6 separate regions of the Mus musculus genome follow, and regions 2, 3, 4, 5 and 6 are each linked to region 1. The links are chromatin contacts, called in public Hi-C, HiChIP or PLAC-seq and promoter capture Hi-C maps. All regions are on one chromosome and are shown on one strand. The core of a region is the stretch at or near the end of the contact, and the rest is flanking DNA. Distances in the headings are between cores, read along the strand shown.

What was found. Promoter capture Hi-C pulls out the DNA fragments that hold promoters and counts their contacts. Hi-C and Micro-C count contacts between places; a contact is called where the count stands out from the background. HiChIP or PLAC-seq counts read pairs in DNA pulled down with a chosen protein or histone mark.
Region 2: a promoter capture Hi-C map of embryonic stem cells shows a contact between it and region 1. The contact joins the promoter of Atp5g2 here to the promoter of Hoxc13 in region 1. A contact is called at or near these places in 6 of 39 promoter capture datasets (the 3T3-L1 cell line, cranial neural crest, embryonic stem cells and 3 more), 1 of 15 datasets of contacts at CTCF or cohesin (the NIH/3T3 cell line), 3 of 484 Hi-C or Micro-C datasets (embryonic stem cells, muscle stem cells and nephron progenitors), 9 of 115 datasets of contacts at active chromatin or transcription factors (differentiating embryonic stem cells, embryonic stem cells, epiblast stem cells and 3 more) and 1 of 9 other capture datasets (adipose tissue).
Region 3: a Hi-C map of nephron progenitors shows a contact between it and region 1, with 4 times the contacts expected there. The contact joins the enhancer-like site here to the promoter of Hoxc13 in region 1. A contact is called at or near these places in 9 of 39 promoter capture datasets (the 3T3-L1 cell line, the HPC-7 cell line, cranial neural crest and 5 more), 14 of 484 Hi-C or Micro-C datasets (B cells, the G1E-ER4 cell line, cranial neural crest and 6 more), 13 of 115 datasets of contacts at active chromatin or transcription factors (bone marrow-derived dendritic cells, embryonic hindbrain, embryonic stem cells and 3 more) and 3 of 9 other capture datasets (embryonic stem cells, embryonic tail and embryonic trunk).
Region 4: a promoter capture Hi-C map of embryonic stem cells shows a contact between it and region 1. The contact joins the promoter of D930007P13Rik here to the promoter of Hoxc13 in region 1. A contact is called at or near these places in 14 of 39 promoter capture datasets (the 3T3-L1 cell line, the C10 cell line, HPC-7-derived erythroid cells and 10 more), 7 of 115 datasets of contacts at active chromatin or transcription factors (craniofacial prominence, embryonic basal ganglia, embryonic forebrain and 3 more) and 2 of 9 other capture datasets (adipose tissue and pancreatic islet).
Region 5: a contact with region 1 is called in a promoter capture Hi-C map of cranial neural crest. The contact joins the enhancer-like site here to the promoter of Hoxc13 in region 1. A contact is called at or near these places in 8 of 39 promoter capture datasets (the HPC-7 cell line, cranial neural crest, embryonic stem cells and 4 more), 1 of 15 datasets of contacts at CTCF or cohesin (the NIH/3T3 cell line), 2 of 484 Hi-C or Micro-C datasets (B cells and cranial neural crest), 5 of 115 datasets of contacts at active chromatin or transcription factors (embryonic basal ganglia, embryonic forebrain, embryonic limb bud and 2 more) and 2 of 9 other capture datasets (adipose tissue and liver).
Region 6: an H3K4me3 HiChIP or PLAC-seq map of forebrain shows a contact between it and region 1, with 2.6 times the contacts expected there. The contact joins the enhancer-like site here to the promoter of Hoxc13 in region 1. A contact is called at or near these places in 12 of 39 promoter capture datasets (3T3-L1-derived adipocytes, the C10 cell line, the HPC-7 cell line and 7 more), 1 of 15 datasets of contacts at CTCF or cohesin (the NIH/3T3 cell line), 13 of 484 Hi-C or Micro-C datasets (brown adipocytes, embryonic fibroblasts, embryonic stem cells and 6 more), 20 of 115 datasets of contacts at active chromatin or transcription factors (embryonic basal ganglia, embryonic forebrain, embryonic hindbrain and 7 more) and 3 of 9 other capture datasets (adipose tissue, embryonic stem cells and pancreatic islet).

Annotation. Positions count from the first base shown.
Region 1 is chr15:102,919,473-102,923,059 of GRCm38.p6, reverse strand. Hoxc13 (homeobox C13) reads right to left here and starts at 1,929. Exons shown (of 2, transcript NM_010464.2): 1 at 1,143-1,929. The coding sequence starts at 1,872.
Region 2 is chr15:102,669,224-102,672,810 of GRCm38.p6, reverse strand. Atp5g2 (ATP synthase, H+ transporting, mitochondrial F0 complex, subunit C2 (subunit 9)) reads left to right here and starts at 1,764. Exons shown (of 5, transcript NM_026468.2): 1 at 1,764-1,793. It overlaps Mir688 (microRNA 688), which reads left to right and starts at 945; the gene lies at 945-1,019.
Region 3 is chr15:102,691,491-102,695,077 of GRCm38.p6, reverse strand. No RefSeq gene overlaps it. Among named protein-coding and RNA genes, the nearest start is that of Mir688, 21 kb to the right of the region's middle. Within about 2 kb of position 2,022, at least 128 of the 459 cell types and tissues checked have an H3K27ac peak or open chromatin away from gene starts, as enhancers often do. A contact at or near this core is called in embryonic tail, hippocampal neurons and nephron progenitors, where this site is marked.
Region 4 is chr15:103,145,032-103,148,618 of GRCm38.p6, reverse strand. It overlaps D930007P13Rik (Riken cDNA D930007P13 gene), which reads left to right and starts at 1,791. Exons shown (of 7, transcript NR_045743.1): 1 at 1,791-2,305; 2 at 3,019-3,104.
Region 5 is chr15:103,067,397-103,070,983 of GRCm38.p6, reverse strand. No RefSeq gene overlaps it. Among named protein-coding and RNA genes, the nearest start is that of Gm30528, 8.6 kb to the right of the region's middle. Within about 2 kb of position 1,648, at least 47 of the 459 cell types and tissues checked have an H3K27ac peak or open chromatin away from gene starts, as enhancers often do. A contact at or near this core is called in adipose tissue, where this site is marked.
Region 6 is chr15:102,787,401-102,790,987 of GRCm38.p6, reverse strand. Gm36560 (a long non-coding RNA gene) reads right to left here. Exons shown (of 7, transcript XR_001781775.2): 5 at 2,082-2,190; 6 at 1,733-1,892. Among named protein-coding and RNA genes, the nearest start is that of Gm36560, 35 kb to the right of the region's middle. Within about 2 kb of position 1,952, at least 48 of the 459 cell types and tissues checked have an H3K27ac peak or open chromatin away from gene starts, as enhancers often do. A contact at or near this core is called in embryonic basal ganglia, embryonic forebrain and forebrain, where this site is marked.

The DNA.
Region 1 (3,587 bases), core at 680-3,179:
TGGTATGGGAGGCTAGGGGGGGCTCCTTTTGCACACAGTGGGAAGCTATCTTAGGCTTCTCTGGACTCTCAAGGATCTTTGAAGCTATTAGAAAAGAGGACTGTCTGTCTCCCACTGAGCTCTGTACAGGAAGAGTAGACCCAAATGCTGGCTTCTCTAGACCCTCAAATCCTTATCTCTCAGATCAGAGTGGAACCCAAAGCTTCTGATGCAGTTTTGGGAAATCTGGGCCGGTCTTTCTCCTCTGGGGAGTGATGGGGGCGGTATGGAATCCTTTCCTATTCAGAGACAGCCACAGAGGAACAACACAAGAGTGCTCTCTTCTTGCATACACAGCCAGACAAGAGTGGTCTGGACCCCGGACCACAGCACAGGTCTGCCTCTCCCACCTCCCATTTTAGAACCCCTTTCTCTGTCTGGAATGCCAGTAAATCTCACTTGGAGGATCTGGCAGTGGATTCACAGGATTAAAACTGTGTACCAGAGCGGCAAAGAAAAAAATTGCATTCCAGGAGAGGATTCAAATCTTACACATTCCCTCTACAGAGATTTTTAAAAATCTCTTCTGTGCTCTTATAAAACATTCATGGTTAAATTTAAAAAGAAAAAAAATTGTACATTTCTATAGGCTCTGGAGAATTAGATCCCCATTTTAATGCTATAGTATCTGGTGGTTGACAGCTCCTGAAAACTCGGGCAAGGTAAAGGTTCTTATACTCTCCCCAAATCCCAACTATCCACTGGGTTGAGGGTTTTGGACTAAGTTCCAAGACACCAGAGGCCCAACCCCAACCCATTCCTGGCTGGAAGCGGATTTAGGGGCCAGGATCCCTGAATGAGGCTGGAGCAGGCTGGGGGAGGAGGAGGCGAGCTCCCGACCAGAGCCGAGCCGAGCCGGCGCTCGGGCGCCTCTGATTGCTTCACTCTGGACCCGGCAGCTCCGGGGAACGTGTCGGAGCAGATTTCTTCCCCAGCGCATTCCTCAGCATAGCTCGCCCGGCCGGCTCCATCGACAGCCTAGCCGAGCCGGCGCGCCGGGGCCAGACGGCGGGGGTGGCTGAGGCGCGGAGCCGCGGGGCAGGCAGGGCGGGGAGGGGTCCCTGGCGGCGGCGGCGGCGCCGCCGCTCAAGCCCCTTCCTTACCTGGGAAGGGAGACTTCCAGAGGTGGGCGGACTGCGACTGCTCCTTGGAGCAGTACACCTGACTGTCCCAGCCATTGGAAAGAGCCCAGTGCTGGTAGCCTTCAACAGGGATGAGCGCGTCGTGACGCGGCTCCGGGTGCCCGCTGATCCCAGGCACCACCGACACGTCCAGGTAGCCGGGCATTGCCTGGTAGGAGCTGGCGAAGCTGGGGTAGAAGGCGAACTCCTTAGCCCTGGAGGACAGGTCGTCACCAGGCAGCGCGCCCGACGGCTCTGGGTACTTGTCCCCCGGATGGTAGGCGCAAGGCTTCTGCTGCAGGTTCACGTTGTGCGACAGGCGGCAGCCGTAGTAGCTGCCCCCAAATGGGTAACCATAGCCCAGGGTGGCGCTGGACGAGGTGGGGGGCGCCGGCGGTGGGGCGCATTGGCGCGCCGCCTCCGGGGCTGGGATGTCCGTGTAGACGGCGCCCTGAGGGGCACCCAGAGGAGCCGGCGGGCGGGCCAATACAGGGTGCGGGAGCAGGTCGCGGCAGTGGCTGGCCGGGCAGCTACCGCCCAGCCCGTCCATGCTCGGGGCTTTGCCGGGGCTCGCTCCGCTGCAGCCACCCCCCGCGCCGCCCGCGCCGCCGCCTCCCCCGCCGCCGCCGCTGCCGCTCTCCGCCGCGCTGTCCTCATAGACGTACATAAGGCTCTCCGGCCAGCGCGGGTGCAGGAGCAGCGAAGTCGTCATGACATGATCTGCTCCAGCTTTTTAAAAACTCCACTTGCCAGAGGCAGCGAGCTAGGGAGACACCTCGCTCTCTTTTTCCCTCCCCCATCCCTCCTCCCTTCTCTCTCTCTCTCCACCCCTCCCCTCCTCCCCCCGCCACCCCCCCCCCCGGTGCTTCCCCCTCCCTAGCCGCATTCCCACTACGCATGCGGACACACTTCATTAAGAAATCCGGCGACTCCCGCCCTCCTCACCATAGCACGCCCCTGGTTCCCACGTGACCACAGCCGCTGCACGTGATGCTAAGCCTGGGTCTCCTGGGGTTCCCTCCCCGGGAGATGGGGCGGGGCGGAAAGAAATGAGAACTTTGTTGATTGGCTCACTGGAAAGGAAAAGGAGGAGAGAGCTGGGAGATTTAAAGGGACGGGCAACGCCCCCTAGGCAAGCCTTGTTAGGGGAGGGGGGCAGAGAGGCTTAATTTGGCCGACGCAAAGGGACCTAGGGAGAAGAGGATGGCTCCTCCTCCTAGGCTCTGGACTGAGAGACGCTGAGAGGCTCCGGTTCTCAAACAGATGGCTTTGACTACCGAAGTCTCTAAATTGGGGCTTGGAGCTGAGAATGGAGGCAAACCTGGAATTTTAGTAATAATAGTAATAGTAATAATAATAATAATAAATCTAGCTAGGAAGGCTCCAGCTGTGGCAGTCAGCTCACGGCGGACAAGGACCTCACCGAGCCTTTGGTGCCGAAACCAGAGTCTCAAACTCCGACCTCAGAGGCTTTCCCCAAAGCCCCAGTTTGTCTGGAAAAGGGCTCTCTCCTGTATCAGACATGATTGGGCGATTGGATTTCCCAAATGCAGACTTCGTCCCGATGTGGGGAGAGAAATGATGAAATACACTCAGCGAGAAGCAGAGGCTAACGGAGAGGGGCAGAAGGACAGATTGCCATTTCAGCATACAAAAGGGATACCGGAGACTCCCCCCGCCCCCACTCTCAAAGAAACAGAAGCAGATTCTGACTGAGCAAAAGGAAAGGCCGGGATGCTTGCAAGAGTCTCTTTGGGTTCACACAAGGAACTGTAGAAAGCAGAGAAAACCTGCCGCTCTTTAAAGGGACTTCTGACAGGTGCAACTCCAAACATACAAGTACAAGACCACCCCCCCTCCTCAATGGCTTGGGCTGATGGGGTGATAAGCGCTAAGGAGCCAGGCAGCTTAAGTTTAAGCTGCCTTATTCCCAGTTTCCTTTCAGGATCACTCTTGTTCAGGCAGAGTACTTAGATCCCGAACTGTCTTCTATGTCAAGAACAAATTAGCACCAAGTTACTGATTTTTATAACACTCACTTTTTTCTGCGCCCCCCCCCCCACTGGTTAGGGCCTCAGTAGAGTCACCCCTTTGCAGAGGGGCATCTCCATGGAATTGTGCCAAGCTCCCTTTCACACATACCCCTCCCTGAGGAGAAGAAGTAATAAAGAGCGAGCGAGAGAGCAGGAAAAAAATAATAAAGAGGGAGAGAGGGGGGCTGCGGTGTCTCTCTCCTTCTTGCCTCTGCCACACGTTTTAAATGCTGGGTGCTGATGTTCACACAGACTCTCAACTGTGAACACCCATCAAGACTAATCCTAGACCTTTCAATTGGAGGCAAATGTTGGAGCCTGCCTCAAGACCCCTAAAGGAGGAAGGTGGTCTCTGACGGTTGACAGCCCCAGGCCCTGGTGAGTCAGGACAAGA
Region 2 (3,587 bases), core at 515-3,014, 250 kb after region 1:
CAAGGGACCAACTCCTAAGCCCTGCTAGCCTGGGCCCCTCAGAGGGTGGCGGGTTTGCCTTTTCTCACACGGCATCTCACACTGCTTAGTACTTGGAAAAATACCTGTTGCTTCCTAAAGATCCCGGTTCTGCCCCTGCCCAGGTCAACAACTGGCACTGGAGGGAGATTTGGGGACCTCAGGAGAACCTGCGAGCATCCTAATCCAGCTGAAATCCAAGGTTTAGGAAAGGCGGGGAGTCCTCCACCCTCTTCTTCCATTTCTCCCCACACTTTCCCTCCCTTTCAGGAGCTCAGGGCCATAAAAATGCAGATGGAGGATCGGTGTGAAATAACGGGCCCATATAAATCCCTCTGCCGCCCGCCTGCAAGATGGATTGGCCGCATTGAAATTCCTCCGCGAGGATAATTAAACTCGGGGCCTCATCCGGGCAAAATTACATTCCTGTAATGGCGTCGCTCGGGGTCCCGGGAAATTGCTCCGTGGGCTTTCAGCGGCGGTTTTTATCGCCGGCCGGGGTGTGCCTGGCTGCGGCTCGCCTCTCCTCCGGGACCGTAAAGCTGCTGCCGTGATTTATCCTCCCCTTCTCCCAAATCCGATTAAATGGAGGAGCTTGGGGCCGGGGCGCCGCGGGGCCGGGGGCCGGGAGGGGGTGGCGGGAAGGACGGGGCCAAGGAGGGGAGGACAAACGGCCCCTCAGAGGGTGGCGGATTTGCCTTTATTTACAGCCGCGGCTTTCTTTTTATTTTTTTATGGGGGTTTGGTGAGCTCTTCCCGTCTTTCTCGCGCTGCGTCCAAGCACCCTAACCGGACAGCCGGGCTAAGGGGCTGGGTCAGCCTTGCAGCCGTCTGCTAGGCTCGTGCGTTCCTGCGTGTACACAAAGGCCTGCTCCAGGACTAGCGCAGGAAAGCCCCCGCCCACCGCCACTGGGGGAGGGACGGGCGAAAGGGCAGTGAAGAAAAGTAGGGGCTTGCTTGGGGAGAGCACCTCGCAGGCGACTACTTATTCCAGCTCGCCCCCCAGCAAGTCCGACAGGAGGTAAACTGGTCGCCTGGGGTGACTTCGCACCCCTACTGCAGGCCACAGGTGCGGTTATCCCTAATTGATCCCAGGACTCACAAAAGGGAGAATCAGGCCTTGTTTACCCCCCCAGTCTTATGACTCGAAGATGCTGGGTTTTTTTCATGCTTTGCTCATCAACGAGATAGGGAAAACAAAAATAAAAATAAGTTAAAGCAGAAACTGCCATGGCATTTTGCTAATAGCATTGGGCCAGTTCCCATCTCCCACCCAACGTTGCCAGTGTCCTGAGGGTGACAAGAAGCCAAGAGTTCTGTGATTTTATTTTCCCCTGCTACATTTTAGGCACTGAACCCCAATCCCTACTGTATGCTATAAACAATTTCCGAGTAGACTGGGTAGGGTGTTTTTTGGTTTTTTTTTTTTTCCTTAACTTTGCGCATGCTCGGAAAGGGGACTCGAGTCCAAGACTCCAAAAATGCTGTGCAGTCCACAGTTCCACCACGTTGCAGATCAGCAAGAGTTGGCGGCTCTTCCGTGCACGGTGGGCTCCTTTTGCAGTTTCTCCTGTTGGACGCCAGGTGGAGTGCTTGTCCCCCAAGACACCACCAACCTGGCAGAGGGAGCTGTGGCGTCCCGGCCGATCCTCTAGCTTGTGTCCACTCTATCCATGGAGAAAAGCGACTCGTTGGCTCCGGCCGCGCATGCGCAGAGCCTTCCCTCGCGCTTCCCGCGCCCCCGCCCCTCTCTGTCTTCTCTGCCCTGGGAGCAGGTAAGGCCTTGAGGCCTCGCGTCCTCTTCGTGCCGCGCAGGCGCGCGCAGCAGTACCCCTTGCGAGGACGCGTGGCCGCCCTGACCTTGCTAGCTCCCACGCGGGTCCCTGAGCCCTCGCGGTCCCGGCATCCCCACGCGGAGGGCTACCCCTTCCTCGTGCCGATGACCTCTAACCGCGCGGGCCTGGCGCCATCTTGGGTGTCTCACGGGGGTTGGGGGCTCTGCGGCCGGCGAAAGGCAGATGCTGGCGAGCGTGTTCTCTCCGGGCGCGAACCAAGGCTTTTATGGGTGCTCTTCGCTCACCCACACGCCTTTCACCATTGTCATGACCCCAGACTCTCCCCTCCTACCTTTGCCTCCCCTTGTCATCCTGAATCAAAATAGCCTTTATTTTTTATTTTTTTGAAGCTTGCAGACTTTGAACCTCAGGACCTCTGGCGCAGTCAAGCTAGTTCACCGTCCAAAGCCATCATCTCCCTAGTCAGCATCCTTCAGTTTGAAATAAACTGAACGTGGTAGAGAGTAACAGAACAGGCTAACCGGCCTGTGCACAGGTGGCAGGAGTGAGGCCTGAGCGAGGCCTGTTCCCTTAGAAACTGGTTGCCTCTAATGAAGGCCCTGACATACTAATGAAGTTAGAAATAAAATCTTAAATGGTGGAAATGGAGGTTTCTGTTAGGCAGCAAGCCCAGAAGATGGGAGCAATACGAGCTTTAGAATTTATACCTGCCAGCTAGTGGGAAGGTTTAAGGAACGGAATGGTTAAGTGGGGAATTCTCATTGTGGAGGGTTTCATTGCTCTGGTGTGGGCTTGCCCATATTAAGTGACCACTGGAAGGGCTCGCCGAATGATACGCTTGGGTTTATTACACACCAGCAACAGATTATACTATTCCATATGTTTGTAAACTATTAAATTTAATTCCCCTACTTTTTTTTTTTTTTAAGAATTGTTTACTGAGTTCTCTGCAAGCAAGCAGTGGGTTGGGCAGTAATTAGAGTATTGCCAGAACTACATTTTATAAGTTACCATGTTAAAACTTGTTTTTGGAAAAACGTCTTCCATTTTATTTTGGCTTCTTGACTCTAACCCACGTTTACCTCAAATTTATGATCCTTCTGCATCAGCCTCCCCAGTGCTAGGATCACTTGCACATACCACCATGCCTAACTTCAGACCTCCCTTTATTCACGTGTATGGTGACATGTATGCATGCATGCTGAGAGGTTAATGTGGGGGGCATTTCCACTCCACCCTCACCTTTCGAGACAGGATGTCTTACTGACCTGAAGCTCATCGACTCTGATTGCAAGCCAGTCAGCTTCAGGCCACCTGCTTCCATAGGTACCCAGCGCACGGGGTGTGGCAGGCACCATCATCTAAGCCATCAACCCAGCTTAAGCCTCTATTGCAAAAGTTTTAAAGAAGTACTGGGTTTCGACTCAATTAAACCTGAGTAGGTGGGCATCAAATCTGGGTTTAGGTTGCATAAAGACAAAAGGGAGGAGTTTGTTACAGGGTCGCACTGTGTAGCCAAGAATTCACAGAGCTCTGTCTGCCTCTCTGCCTTCTGAGTGCTGGGATGATAGATGTGTTCCACCGAATCCAGCAAAAAGTAAAGTTTTAGATAGAGCCAGCCTGAAGACAAACATTGGTCTAAAAGTAAAATTCAGGATTTACAAGTAGCATATCTGCCTTGGACAGGTTGCGTCCAGTGTACTTAAGGGAGTAGTGTTTAACAGGCCTATACTTTGAGCATCTTAGTTTATGGGCTATTCAAACTTCAGAGAG
Region 3 (3,587 bases), core at 773-3,272, 230 kb after region 1:
CGGACATCTCCAAGTCAAGGCACTTTGACAAGAACTCCCATATTCACTCCCATAGAGATGAATCTGGAGAGCTCCAAGGGGTGTGTAGGTCAGGAAAGAGTGAGCCAAAGAAAAGAAGGCCTATCTGCAAGGCCAGCCCCTCCAGGACTTCAAAGACCATTTGGACAGGACATCCTGTTGCCACCTGGGGGGGGGGTGCGGGGGCAGGAGGAGCTGGCTAAAGAAGTGGAGGCATATCCTCTGTGTCCCTCTCACCCCTGTATCTGCGTCCCAGAGAGGGTGAGGATTTGGCGTGAAGGGCAGAGCGTCGGGGGGGATCTCTGGCTCCCGCCTCCCGCAGCCCCCAACCCCAGCTCAGGCTTCAGTCTCTCCTCGTTGTAGCAGAGCGAGAGCAAAGGGACGGGCAGTAAAGATGAGTGATGGCGCGGAGACAAGCAGAAATACACCATCATGAAAATGCTAATGACTCCTTGCTCTCTTTCTTTATGGTTGGAGTAATACAGACTTCAATCATAAAAACAATCTCCCAACATTTTAATGGGCTCCATCATGCCCGCACTTGTCGGTATATTTGAAGAATAAATCACCCTCCCCGCTCGGAATGAATTCGCTGTCAAACTCGGCTCCCTCGGAGAAAATGGATGAGGAAAGAGGATGGAGGCTTTTTTTTTTTTTTTTTTTTTTTTAGGGGAGGGTGTCGTCTCCCCCTCTAACTCCCTCCTAAACTGGATTGTTGTGAGAACTGCCTGGATTTTGAGTAGCAAGCAGGGGACTGTTGGAAGTTGGGAGAGCTGAAGCCATAGAGGGGGTTTTAAGAACAGTGGCTAAGTGAGTGAGGGATTTCACATGGCGAGAAGCCACCCCTGGGGTGGACGAGGAAGAATGATCAGGGGTAGGAATAGTGACAGCATTAAAGCAAAGGGCAAACTCCTGACAGTTCAAGGAGATGCGGAAACTGCCAAAAATCTGTACATCTGCACTACTTCTGCGTTATTGGGTCGAATTCCTCTCAGATTGGGCCCAAGCTGGGGCGCAGTAGAAAAAGAAGGGGGGAAGTTTGAGAGATCTCTTTTGTAGGGTAGAATATCATAGAGCAAGAATAGGTTGGGCTCTGAGCTTGCGGGGGTATTTTCAGCGCAGTAAGCCACAGGTCTGCACCTCTGAAAACTGCCTCAGAGTCCGGGGTAATTCTCATTTCCATACAGGTGGCAGCCAGCCAATGAAAACTTGGGATACGCATACCGCGCACAGCCAATCCCAGTTAAGGATGAGCTGACTTGGCAGGTTTAATTGCATCTTGATTGGTTGAGATGTTGCTAGGCAAAATTTGGGTCCTGGCGATTGATGCGGCCCGAACTGGAGAGGCAGGTGACTACGAAAATATCTAGAAACCTGGATTGACATTTTTTTCTTCCTGAGTTCTTTCAATCGCAAAGGCTTGATAGGGTCAGAATAATAACTGTCCCTTTTCATCTCTGGAGTGGGAGAGCGAAGTATACCTCACTCCCACTCCGCACCACCCCCCCCAAAAAATTCATCATTAAAAACTGGCTACTTTGGAGGGCCTTCTAAATTCTACAGACCCGGCAGGGAACCTCACCTTTTCCTGCCTTAAGCTTATCTTTGAGCCTTTGAATTGTAATTTAGGTCCGACTTTCTCTAATGTGCCAGGAATTGAAGAAATCGTGCCTCACGGGATCCTCTGCTGCTCCTACCTCCTTGTCACTCGGCCAAAACCTGTGAGGGGTCAGAATCTCATCCAAAGGTCTGGAAAGTGGTATTCCCACATCAGCAGCTTCTGAGCCTTCATTTGCATCTGGTTTGCATAAATAAACCGTCCTCCCCTCCCACTCCGGACGAAGCGCTGGGGCTTTCACCCTGCTACAAACGCCTCCACGCCCACCCTGGCGCACCCCCGCCCCGCCTGCAGCGCCCCCTGCCGGCTACAGGGCCTGGCGCGCTGCGGTGATGGCGAGCGGCAGCCTCCAAGGAGGCCGAGGGGGACTGTGGCGGAGGGGCGGAGGCGACCGCCCGGTGCAGCGATCCCGCGGGTCTGGCCGAGACCGTGCGCGAACAATATGCCACCATTTAAGTCTGAACGCGCGCCAGCCGCCGATTGTGATGTTAATTCGGCGATGATTTAGGGGGGCGGGACGGAGCGGGGCCGGCCGCCTCTCTGTCAAAATGCTGTCCGGAGCCTTAATATTTGTAATTGAAGCTGATGAGGACTTCGTTTCTGTTTCTACTGATAAAAAAAAAAAAAAAAAAAGGCAGGGAGGGAAAAAGAGCAACTAAATTATAGGGCTGGGAGAAAAACATGATTAATCAAAGGTTTGAACTGTCGCGGTGCTGGAGACCCAGTAAATCTCGCCGGCCGGGGCGTGTAGAGGCCGGAGGATAAATCTGAGCCCCGTGGAGTTTGCCACCCCTCTCTGTTTGCCTCTCGCGTCGCACGTCAATTAATTCGATAATTGGATTTGAAGAGATGTCAGAAGATTATCCAGGGGAAGTGGGAGGAGCGGTTACCAATGGGAGAACAGAGACGAGAGCCGAGGCCCACGGGGTCAGACTGTAGAGGGACCGGAGAGCCAGGCAGGTCTGTCCGGATCCTTCACCCAGCTCGCCTGTGCTTAGCTCTGCGGCAGACCCTGAAAGGCGGCTGCCTGATGTCAGTGCCCAGCTGCGGCTCGCAGCTCACCTCTGCGGACACTGTCCCCTAGCGCAGTCCCCAAAGCTCTCTGGAAGGCCTGACCTGTGCCACCAGAGCCATGTACCACATGCCTCCTGTCCTGTGTCCTAGATGTCCCAGCGTTAAAGCATCTGCCAGTCCATTTGTATTAGATTTGTATACGAAGTGTCTCTGTTCCCCCAAGCTCCTTTGAAGCCCTGGTTCACCCTATCTGATCGCTGATGTTTTTCTCCACATACTGGGAGTTGCCAAGAAGACAGGGATCAAGACTTCTCTTTGAATCCCCACTCCCACTGGTGGAAATTATTCTTCCCCTTATCCCAAAAGCTCCCCTCCCATACACTTAGAATCTAACTTATAACCAAAGTGTCCTGCTTAAAGAAAATGTCTATAGACACATGCACACCGACCCAGAGCACTAGTCACCAGGCCCCTAGCGGGAGACTGACAAGCCACAGAAATCGGCAACTTCAGGTGACTCCTGAAAAGGCTATACCTGTCTCCTATGAGGAATTAAACTTGTTTCATTACTGGGAAGGAGCACTGCAGGGAGGCCTGAGATGAAATCAGCCTACCACTGGCAGAGGTTAGAGGTGGGAGTGGGGGTGGGAGGTGAGGGGAAGATAAGGGGAAGAGGGATAAAGGGGAGGGGAGAGGAGGGGGGAGGGGAGAGGAAGGGGAGGGGGAGGAGGGGCAGAGGGGAGGAGGGGGGAGAGGGCCACAACTACTGAGACAGAGGGACAGAGAGGTTGATTTTAATTATTCTTTCTCCTCTGGTGTCTGTAGAATTCTATTCAGGGACAGGGTAAGGCGAGGATAGAAGCTTACAAAGGAATACAGAAAATGTTTCTGAAAAGAGAGAGAGAGGGAGAGAGAGAGAGATAGAGAGAAGATGAAT
Region 4 (3,587 bases), core at 542-3,041, 230 kb before region 1:
TAAATCTTAAAAACAAACAAGCAAACAAACAACAACAACAACAACAAATGGTACTGGAAAGGCAGCTTGGTCATAGTTGAGGCCAAGAGCTAGTAGCAGAGTGGGAAAAAGAATAGAGATTAGAGCTTGTGGCCTATCTCAAACCAACTTTCAGCTCTCCTAGTGTTCCTATTTAGAATGCCAGTCCCTCTCCTTCCCTCCGATATTTCCCCAGAGAAGTAAATTCAACTGGAGCATGAGACATTGAGGTTAGACACATGGATCGACTGCCCAGCAATGGCCATCAGATGATGCAGAAATAAGTTGCTTAGGGGGAAACCAATTGCTTTTCTTTTCAGAAGCCTGATTGTCAGCCTGCCTGAACCTACACTTTAGCAGACAAGGTTGAATTAGCCTGTGTGTGAGGATACTTTCTCTTCTCTGATTGGGCCCTCATGCTCTCAGATACAATGCAAGCAGGTCAGCTGCAATAGAATCTCCCCCACCCCCACCCCCCCGTACATTTTGCCTGTTCTTCTGTCCCCACAGCCCCGCTCAGATCCTCAAGTCTCCGGGCCCTGCTCGCAGAAGGGATGGCGGAGAGCCCAGAATGGTCCTCTGCGGGGACCTGTGCCAAGCCAGGTTGCCATTTCCATTTTCATTAATTGAAGTGGCGTAATCCTGATCATCTCAGGTCAACAGTTAACTGTTGCTGGCTGGGAGCCTGTGGAGAACTGCCTATGCAGGACGTGCTCTCCTCCCTAACCTTAACCCTTGACCCTAACCTCCACGGTGCTGACTTCTTAGCTAGCTCCCCACCTCACACACATGGCCAACCTCACCTCTTGGGATTCCAGTTTCTATCCTCTCAGGAAGGCCCTCCTGGTGTCTATCTGCTATCCCGCTTGTTGTAATTGGGACTCAATTTTCTTTCTTTGTTCGGTTTAAAAAACATCCTTACAAATGCAGTTGCCTCTTGAAGCTTCCTGTGCTGTGGTTTGGGAGGACAGTATGTCGCTGAACAAAAGGTTTTGTTTTCCAACCCTGAATAGGCAAAGCAAATAGGTGGTGGTCTGGCTGAGTGTAAGAGTGAACACAGGCTTCCCTTCTTACTCAGCTTTGGGGAGGGTCTCTGCCTTACCCTATGAGGGTCATGCTTTGGCATCCTTTCTGCCCATGCTTGGCAGTGTCGCTTTGTGAGTGTCATTACCCCGGGAGAGGTCAGGTGATGTTTTGTCTTGCAGCATGAGTGTGTTAATACACATTTGTGTACTTCTGTGGTTCTAGGGACCATATTTGTTTGCCATTCTTAATCTTCCAGATGGACACTGGTATAAGTGAGTGTAGCCAATTTTTGCTGCTGCTATGTCTTTGTGCGTCTTCAGGATGTGTGTGTGTGTGTTCGTGCGTAGCCTCTTAGTTTTCAGTCTTCATAGGCTGATGTCTTTCTGAGTGTCCTCTGGCCGGGTTCAGAAGGGAGGGAGAGAAGCGTCGGAGGCAAAGGATTGGGCAGGAGGGGGTGCGTGGCAATCTGTGACTCGGAAAACAGACGTGCAGCGCGTGCGGGGCGGAGGCGGGGGCACTCTGGCCCCCAGCTCCTCCGCAATCCAATTAAATAACATTTAAATGCATAACCAGCCCGCGCGCCGATGAGGCTGGAGATTGGAGCGGGCGCGGCGGCGGGCTGCGCGGGCGGCGTTTTGTGGAGCTCAGCGATTCTGGCGGCAATTTCCCCGCGCCGCGCGGCTTTTACGAGCCCGCTCCCGGCGCCCGCCCGCTCCGCTGAGCCCGCCGCCTCCGCCCGCCTCAGTCTGCCTCCGCCCGCGCAGCCCGGCAGCGTGTGGTCCTGCTGCCCGCGCCGCCCCGCCTGTTCCTCTTCGGAGCTGTCCTGGGCTCCTTACTTCCAAAGCCTACCTACCTTAATCCTTTGGACAGAGCGCCCAGCCCTCAGTGCATTGCTGCTTTTCACCTGCTGGCTGCATCCACCTCTGACCTGGACCCCTTTTGGCCTGTGCAATTCCGCTCTATCTCTGGGTCACTGGCTCTGCACAGCTTGTGTTTCTCTCTGCCTCAGTTTACTCTCTTAGGCCTCCTGTGCCCTTTACCTTGAGCCCTTCCCTTTCCTCTTCAAGCCTACATCCTAGCACCAGAGTAAGAGGCTTGAAGGAGAGGCAGAAGGTGGTGGTAACAAGTGCATGGTTGGAAGAGGTGGCTTCTTCTCTGTATCCTTTCAGCATAGAAAGGACCGGCCTGTTCATTCAGGACCATCAGACGGCTCCTGTCCAGAAGTCCTGAGATTGATAGATGTGGGTCCATCAGCCCTGAGGTTAGTATGAAAGGGGCCACTTGCTGAAGAACCAAGAGCAGCCCCACCCCGAGATCCCTGATCTTCTGAAGACAGAATCCCAGGAAGACAGAAAGCAAGACAAGCCATTTCATGTCTTGTGTGGTACCCGACTCCCCTGTTTCATCTTCCCGTTCCCTCCCTTGCATATCTGTGTTCTGCCCCCCAACATATGGAACCTGGCATTTACCATATGCTGACGACCCAGGCAGATTTAGGGAAGATCTTTCCTGGCAGACAAACAGCAAGGGGAAACCCTCCTGCGAGCAGTCTGGCATGCTGGAGGAATGGCATTGAGGCCGGTATGGCTGGAGCAGGGAAAATAAGGAAGGGAATGAGCTGTGGCTTCTAAGAGGTCACAGAAAGCTAATCACGATCATGTGGGGACTAATGAGTCACAGCTAAACTTGCACTTCCACTCTGAATGGACAGGGAGCCATTGGAGAGTCAGGGCCTGAGAGTGATATGCATACTCCCCTTGACTACTCAATGCTGTCATGTTGAGAATGCAGTGGGAAACAAGGACGTCCAAGAGTGCACTGTAGCAGCAAGGAGAGAGTGGGGCCTGGATGAATGTTGCAGAGTCAGCTCGGGGTGGGGGTGGGGGGTGGTTGCGGTGAGTCAGATGGGAACCGTGGAAGCAGCATCATCAAGGAAAAACTAAGAGGTTTTTGTGTTGTTTTGTTTCCTACCAGTGACCAGAACATGGAACTTGTCATTACCTGGTATCATGGAATACCAAGGAGCTGGCATCAGGAGACATGCTTTGGACACATTTAGTGTGAGATGCCTGCTAAAGATCCAAGTAGAGGAGGCTCATGGGTCTTAGTTTCCTGTGAAGACTAGGCTGGCGATAGAGATTTAGGAGTCCTCAGTGATACTGGGTGTGATCCTTCAGGGGTCCAAAGACAAGAGCACAGATACTTCAATATTGCAACAGAATGGAAAAAAAAAAAAAACTGCTGAGGAGGATTTGGGGGAGAGATGTGGGATGAGGACTCTTGACTTGGCCATTCCTCATTCTGAGCAGCCCTCATTGGTCGTTTTCTATATGGTCCTGGCTTCATTCCCCTGGGAACTCTGCACAACAGCCACTCTGGGCACTTTGTGCCACTCACTGTTGACCAGGGCCTGCAAGATTCCAGATGCTCAGCCTTCTAGACCAGGAAAAACAGATCAATAGGGTCTGAAATCCTGCCTCCTCTTTAAAGCTTTGCCAATAGGGAAACTGAGGCCTTGAGAAACAGTTTGCTTGGGGACTCCT
Region 5 (3,587 bases), core at 399-2,898, 150 kb before region 1:
CAGAAGAAAAGAACCTCCTATAGGACAACCATCCTGACTTGAGTAGCAAACACTTGTTTCAGAGAAGATAGAACTTCAGATTTCCTGGTGACAGGAATCCCTACCTGCCTGACTACCTAAGACAAAGTTAGCCACCTGGGTGAACAGGCACTGTAGAGAAAGTGGCTGTGTTTCATGGCAAGACCCTACATTAAGGTGGTAATGTTGGGCTATGGCGGAGGAAGGATTGGGTTTAGACAGAAGCAAGCACTTCTGACTGTCAGCGAGTGGTTGTGGAGGCCATCGGGAGCTGCTCAGGCACTGTGTTCCAGGAGGAAGGAGTAGTGATAAGATTATCTATGAATTGAAAAGGATTTGGGGACTCCATCATATTGTAAAGCCAGTGATGACTGAGGAGGAAGCCAGAGAGAAGCCAATCATCTACATGGACAGGGACCAAGTATCTGGAGCCCCCTGGCTGGCATAATGTCTCACACGGAGCTGTGTGGAGAGTCTCACTAAAGCCTTCCCTTGAGCCATGGTGAAAGCTCTAAGCTTTGGTGCCTGCTACTCATCAGGAACCAACCAAATATTTTGGTGAGTGGATGGATGTGGACAAATATTTACAAGCAGGTGTTATACTTATTCATCTGAGGGGTAAAATATAGCAGCATGCCAGGTATATGGCTGAACAAACCCCAGTTAGCAGGTTAGATGGAAGCGATCCTGGAAATAAGCTACGATTCTGAGCAATGGAATAGATCATGTGGTGGCTTGGGAGCATGTAGTTATAGGAGCTGCTTCAAAGCTACACAGAAAGTGGCTCCACACTGTGGGACTTGGATGCTCTTCTTCAACCTCCAGCTGTATTTCAACTCTCAGAACCAGCAGCTTCTGGGGAAGGGGGAACTGATCAGTCAGCCCCTGGACCCAGCCCAAAGCAGATACGTAAAACATAGTGGTTTGAAGAAACTTATGAGTCAGGGTCAAATGCTAACCCAGCCATCAGCTGGAGTGGGTCTGTAGGTGTGGAATGCACTTCCCTGGGTCTGATTCTTCATCTCTAAAACTAGGGGTGCCAGTGAATGGAGAAGAATTATCTGTAAGGTGTTTGCTGCCTATGACAATCTGGCTCAGGCTGACTTTCAACTCCTTATTTTCCTGCCTCAGCCTCCTGAGTGCCAGGGTTACTTGAGTACTTATCCATGCTGGGGAGACTATTTTCCAGCTCTTGAGAGTCTCTCTACCTTCTTCCCCCCCCAACCCCCCACTGCTATTGCTTTCAGCCTCTCCTCTGCCTCTCTGCCTCTCAGCCTCTCTGCCCCAAGAGGCTTTGGGGCTGTTTCTTCCCCTCTGCTCCAGTTGGTTTTCTTCCCAGAGCTCCCTGTTTTCTGAGCATTTTCCTTTCTCTCCTGAGCCTCTCCAGCACCGAGGATGTGGAGGCTGGGAACTGGGAGCTCTTGAGGACTTCTTTCTATGTTCCTGCAGCTTGCAGTGCCCGCCCCTGCCCAGTGCAACCGGCTCATAACCGTTGCGGCACTGTGCCCTGGGCAGGGCTAATGCGATCTGGAAAGACCCTGGCGGGCGGCGGGCAGTCTGGCCTGAGCGTCCTGGGCCGTGCTGATGGATGGTCCCCTGACAGTAATCGCAGAATGAGGACTTGCTGGCGACGCTCTCGCCCGAGGCCCCGCTGTTTGGCCAGCCCAGGAGTCCCTCCCTTGCCCCTCCTCCTAACTCCCAGGCGTTCTCAGATCTCTGGGTTTAGGAGTGCCTCCTGCTTCCAGGCTAGGTCAATCTAGCCCCTCCTTGCCCTCTCGCTCAAGATTCTGACCTCTGTTTTGTAATCTTCCTTGGATCCACTCATAATCTGTAATTCTGAACGAACTACTTAATCTTCCCCAACCTCAGTTTCCCCTTTTGCGCAATGAGAAATAGTGGTTATTTATAGCTTGAGTGGAGAATATTGAGAACACAGGAGAAAATGCTGAGAAAAATCGTCACTCTCCCTGAAGAATTGACTTTTATTTGTAGTTTACAGTGCTCAGAATAATCTGAGCTAAATATATGAGGACGAGTGGGTATTTACACAGTAGTTGCTTCTATGCATACATGCTCATCATACTTTTAGACTAAACAGATACACTAGAAAACAAGAGAGCAATATCGGTAGTGCTTCGACACCTCAGAGCAACACTGGGTACAGGTTTTCCTCAGTAGGACTCCTTATTTTATTGAGGCCCACCTACTAGACTCTCAGTCTGAACTCAGTGTTGAGACCCTCAGCATCCATAAGGCAAGGAGGAGCTAAAAAGGAGGATCCACTTTGGGGAGGTATTCTGGGATCATTCCCCAGCAACTGTCAAATTGCTTAGGTTTGAAGTTCTCCCATTCCTCCACCCCAGGGGAGCCCCCCTTGGGCACCACCCTTGGGGAGTGGAGAGACTGGGAGATCCAGACCAATTACACTTTGGAGAGCACACCAGACGCCTGCTCATTCTCTTTTAACCTTTCCCTCTCCTCAGAACCAAATTGAGTTAGTCTTGAGTTTTGATTTAATTCCCCAAATGGAGTCCTAATCTGCTTAGTGTCCTTTTTCCAAGTCATGGGTTTGAAGTGTGTGTGGTGAGGTAATGAAAGAGCAGCTCTGTGGCTTCTGCAAAATTCACACACTCATGTCCCAAATGCCAAAGAACAAGAGACACCGTGGCCCTGGGGGGAGGGGTGACGGTGACCTCAGCATGGCCCTGAGGTGGTGCTGGTAATAATAACCTCAGCAAATATTTATTGGGCAGGACTGAGCTGAACACTCTATATGCACTCTGCTCATTGAATTCTCACGAGTGCCTTCCAAGTCAGTGTCCCTCACATCCCCAATTTAGAGATGAAAAAAACTGAGGCTCAGACTGAGCCTTGAGCCTGAGGCTTCTTAGTTGTTACACTGTATCCCAGAGCTGTTTAGTAACTGACAGAACCTATGTTTGAAACTACAGTTAGATAGCAGATCTGTGTTCTTAACTACTTCATCCTGTGACCCTGGGCAAGACATATAGCTTCAAGGTGCTCAGTTCCTTCGCTTTCCAAACACTGATAATAACCAGAAAGAAGAAGAAGACACTCCCTGAATAGTGCTGTTGATAAGGTGAGATAAGACATTTACCAACCTGGCAGCATTCGATAGACTGTTACATAAGCATAGGTTGGGGGATGGGTGTCGAAGGAAGGATGCAATGCAACTAACGATGAACTGTTATCATTGATAATGAGAGCCCTACAAACTAAAAAACTGCTATGCCTGCTTAACAGATGAAGAAACTAGGTTTCAGGTGAATGAAGGCCTAAAGCCATTGTGTTAATGAATAGCAGAACAAAACTTGTCTCCAAACATGGGGCTCTTGAATTCCAAAGCTGCAGCTCCTAGTGCCCCCAGGGTCACCAGGCACTGGCCTCTCCTGGTGAGGTCAGGACAGAGGCCAGCAATCCCAAATCGCATCATCTACCACCTGTGACCTGATTTTCTCCAGGTGAGCAATGTTTTCCTAACAGGACAAGAGAAATCAATAAAGCTGCAAAACAGACAGTCCCCTCCCCGAGGCTGATACAGGGGATCC
Region 6 (3,587 bases), core at 703-3,202, 130 kb after region 1:
GATAGTCTGAGTTACAGAATTATGAAAAATGGAGAGGATCGTAAAAATAGCCCGTTACAGAATTATGAAAAATGGAGTGGGTAAGCCACGGAGGGGAGAGCCGGGCAGCGTTGGGAGAAGATCACAAAGAGGGGACTGTGGGATGTGGCTTTGACAGAAGAGGCACCTGGTTGTAAGGGCGCAACCATAAGCTTTTCTTCCCTTGTCTGTCTGGGTGTCATACAGAGAAATTACACAGACAGTCTTCCTATACTTTAAAGTCTCATAATGTCATCACAATGATATAATAAATAGAGACAAAGGAACATGCAGGGGAAATCAAATTATGGGTTGAGATATTAAATAATAACATCCCACAGAAATCAGTATTATTAAGAATGGAGACCAAGATAAGTTCAAAACGAAAGGAAAGCTGGGACCTAACGTAAGAGAGTAGGGAAGGGATGGCAATGAAGGGGGTGGGGTTGATTGAAGCCCCGTCAGGATGAGACCTGGGAAGACACTGGTTCTCTATACTTCAGGAATGCATGCTTTAAACAAAGGGACTTCTGGTATGCTGTAGATGACAGGAAAGAGATGCCTTGCCAAACAGCATGTGCTCTGCTTGAGAAAAGATATCAGGTAAAAGGTAGATGGGCCTTGAGCACATGAGCCAGAGCCAATGACAGAAAAGCTCACCCCTCAAACCCTCATCACTCGGCTCTGTAATCCTAGGCTCACCCAGTTCTCCGGAATAGCATTGTTCCCAACAGGCTGGGACTGTCATGAGTTCAACACCACATCATACCTCAAGGTCCTTCCTCTCCCTACTAGAGGGCAGAACTTCAAACCCTAAAGCAACCACCCACTTATGAAAACCCTTTACATCTGCACCAGTGAAACTGTGAAAGGTTACACAGCATAATGGTGTAACTTATGTGTCTGACCTCTCTGGGGTGTCTATTTCACTGACTGTGTATAAAAGCTAAATCCTGCATCACAGATAGGCAGGGTGCCTGGCTAACTGGCACTCCAGAACACCAAGGAATGATGGTTGGTCAGTTGCTTACGTGTCTTAATTTCAGCAAAATGGGGTTAAGTTTGAGAGCAGAAATGCCTTCCTGCCTGTGTGAATGGGGAAGACACCAAATATCAAAAACATGAACAGTCATAGAATTGGTCCACGGATTCTCAGGCCAGCAAAGACCTCCAAAATATCCTTTGCACCATTGCTTCTAAGAGAGCAAGAGAAGTACTATTTACTCTATCCCTACTATGTGTCAGTAGAAGGTAATTGCACGCATAGTGTCTTATTTATCAAGCTATACTCCAGACTCCCATCCCCACAACCCCTGCTTTCAGGAGGGTTGCTTATGTATGCTTTTATTTTTTTTAACGCTGCAGAGAAGATAACTCACACATTTTATATCATGCCTTCCTATAGCCATTGTTAGGCTTTTGTTTGTTTTTATTAAAGATACTACTTTGTGATGCAATTTAACCCCCTGTTCAAAGTGCCTTTAATAATCCCTACCTTACCCACGCTCCCCTCCTTCATGCTAGTACCCCTGCAAGCATCTCATATGTTTTCCTGTCCAGACGTTCCTTCCTTTTCCATTCCAAAGGCAAATACCATTATACACACACACACACACACACTATAAAAAGCAGGTGGAGGGAAAAAAAGAGGATGGTGGTTAAGGCAGAAGCCTGAACCTGGGGAGACTTAAGGAGGGCAGAAAGAGAGAGCTACCGGCCCTGTGTCAAGGTGGCTTTGCCTGCAGCTTTTATTATGCATCGATTTTCTTATCCATCTTCTTTAGAGCCTCTTAGATCTTCAGGCTGCGGCTGTTTCTCCAAATTGTCATTCACTTCAAGCTCTCTAGCTTCTTGCAGCAGCTAAGGGAGGGAGACTAGGGGTGGGAGGAAAAAGAGAGGGAGAAGGCAGTCAAGAGAGGTGAATGCAGGTTGCTAAGTAACCGTTGCCAAGGAGCCCATACCAAGAAGCATCCCAAGCTGCCTGCTTATTCCAACCTCCCCCCTTCCACACCCTCCCCTCACTTAAGTTCTCTCAGGTCTATAAAGCAGCTTGATTCTGTCACCTTCACCAGCTGCAAACCTTCTTCTTCCACAGCTCTTCAGGTGGAGGGCCGAAAATCCTAGAGCTTGCGGGTCTCAGATTCCTAGACCCAGGCTAGCTGCCATAGGTAGCTGTGAGCACAATGTATCAGTTAAAAAGAATGCCCCAAATTAATTTAATTAGCAATAAAAAATACCCCACCTGCATTTTGCAGGTTTATTTGGTTGGTTGGTAATAATATGCTCAGAAGAGGGTCCAGGGAGACCAGACAGAATCTTTTCTCATTACCTTGAGACAATTCAAACCTCCTTCAAAAAAACTTCACTATTTGGTCTGAAAGGTGGTGAAGTCCAAGAACACAAGTTATCTCCTAGATCTCTCCGAGATCTGCTGCAAGATGAAATGACACTTGGGCTCTCTAAAATTTGGGTAATTAATTGTGATCACACAAGACTGCCTTCTCAATTACTGCAGACTCCAGAAAGTAACACATGACATGTCATAACAAATTTAACTTATCCTTTCTGTTTAGTTCAAATAACTTTTAGAAGATTCCATCCCTTCAGGGTGGTAGAGCAAGGATCAAGCCAGAAAAAAAAAATCAGTCTGGGTAGGAAGTCGCTGAGCTAAGCCAATCTAAAATCCAAATTCTGCCACAAATAATCCAGAAAGCATATTATAAGTCTTCTGTCAACTCTGCCCAGTCATCACCTCTGTGGGGCTGGATTAAGGGGGGTCAGGTAGTGATGGTGGGCTACCCTGGGATCTCACAGACACCAGATCCTAAATGACCAAGGATATCTACTTCAATAAACTCATGGCTCCCACAATAAGCCACATATTGCTCTCAGCCTAGAAAAAGAGCCTTTGCTTTGTTTGAAAGGTTCTAGCCATTCCCCTACCACTGCTGAGAAAAACAAATGTGCTCTCTGCCCTAGTTTGCCTTTCAGTGTTGTGATATATATATGTGTGTGTGTATATATGTGTGTGTGTGTGTGTGTGTGTGTGTGTGTGTGTGTGTATTGTGTGTGTGTTTATAATACGATAGATAGATAGATAGATAGATAGATAGATAGATAGATAGATAGGATAGATAGATGCAGAGTGTGTTGGCACAAGCCTGTAATCCTAGCACTCAGGAGGCAGAGGCAGGTGGAACACTCTGAGTTTAAGGCTATCCTGGTCCATATAACAAGTTCCAGGACAGCTGGGGCTACATACAGAGACTCTGTCCTGGGGGTGGGAGGTGGATTATACTTGCCCAAATAAAACCCAAATGTGGCTGTTCATGGAAGTGCTGAGAAGGCAGATTTAAAACCTATCCCTCTAAGCTTCAGCCCCTCTTCTGTAAGGGAATAGAATTCCTTTTCAAAAACCTCTTGTGGAATTGTATAAGATAGAAAAGCCTATAATAAATAGCTGGTGCCATTATTTTCAACAATGCGGTTATCCTTGGTCTATCAGAACTGGGTAAACAGGAACTTGGGAAATGGCTTAGTTTGTGCAGTGCTTTTCATAAAAACATAAG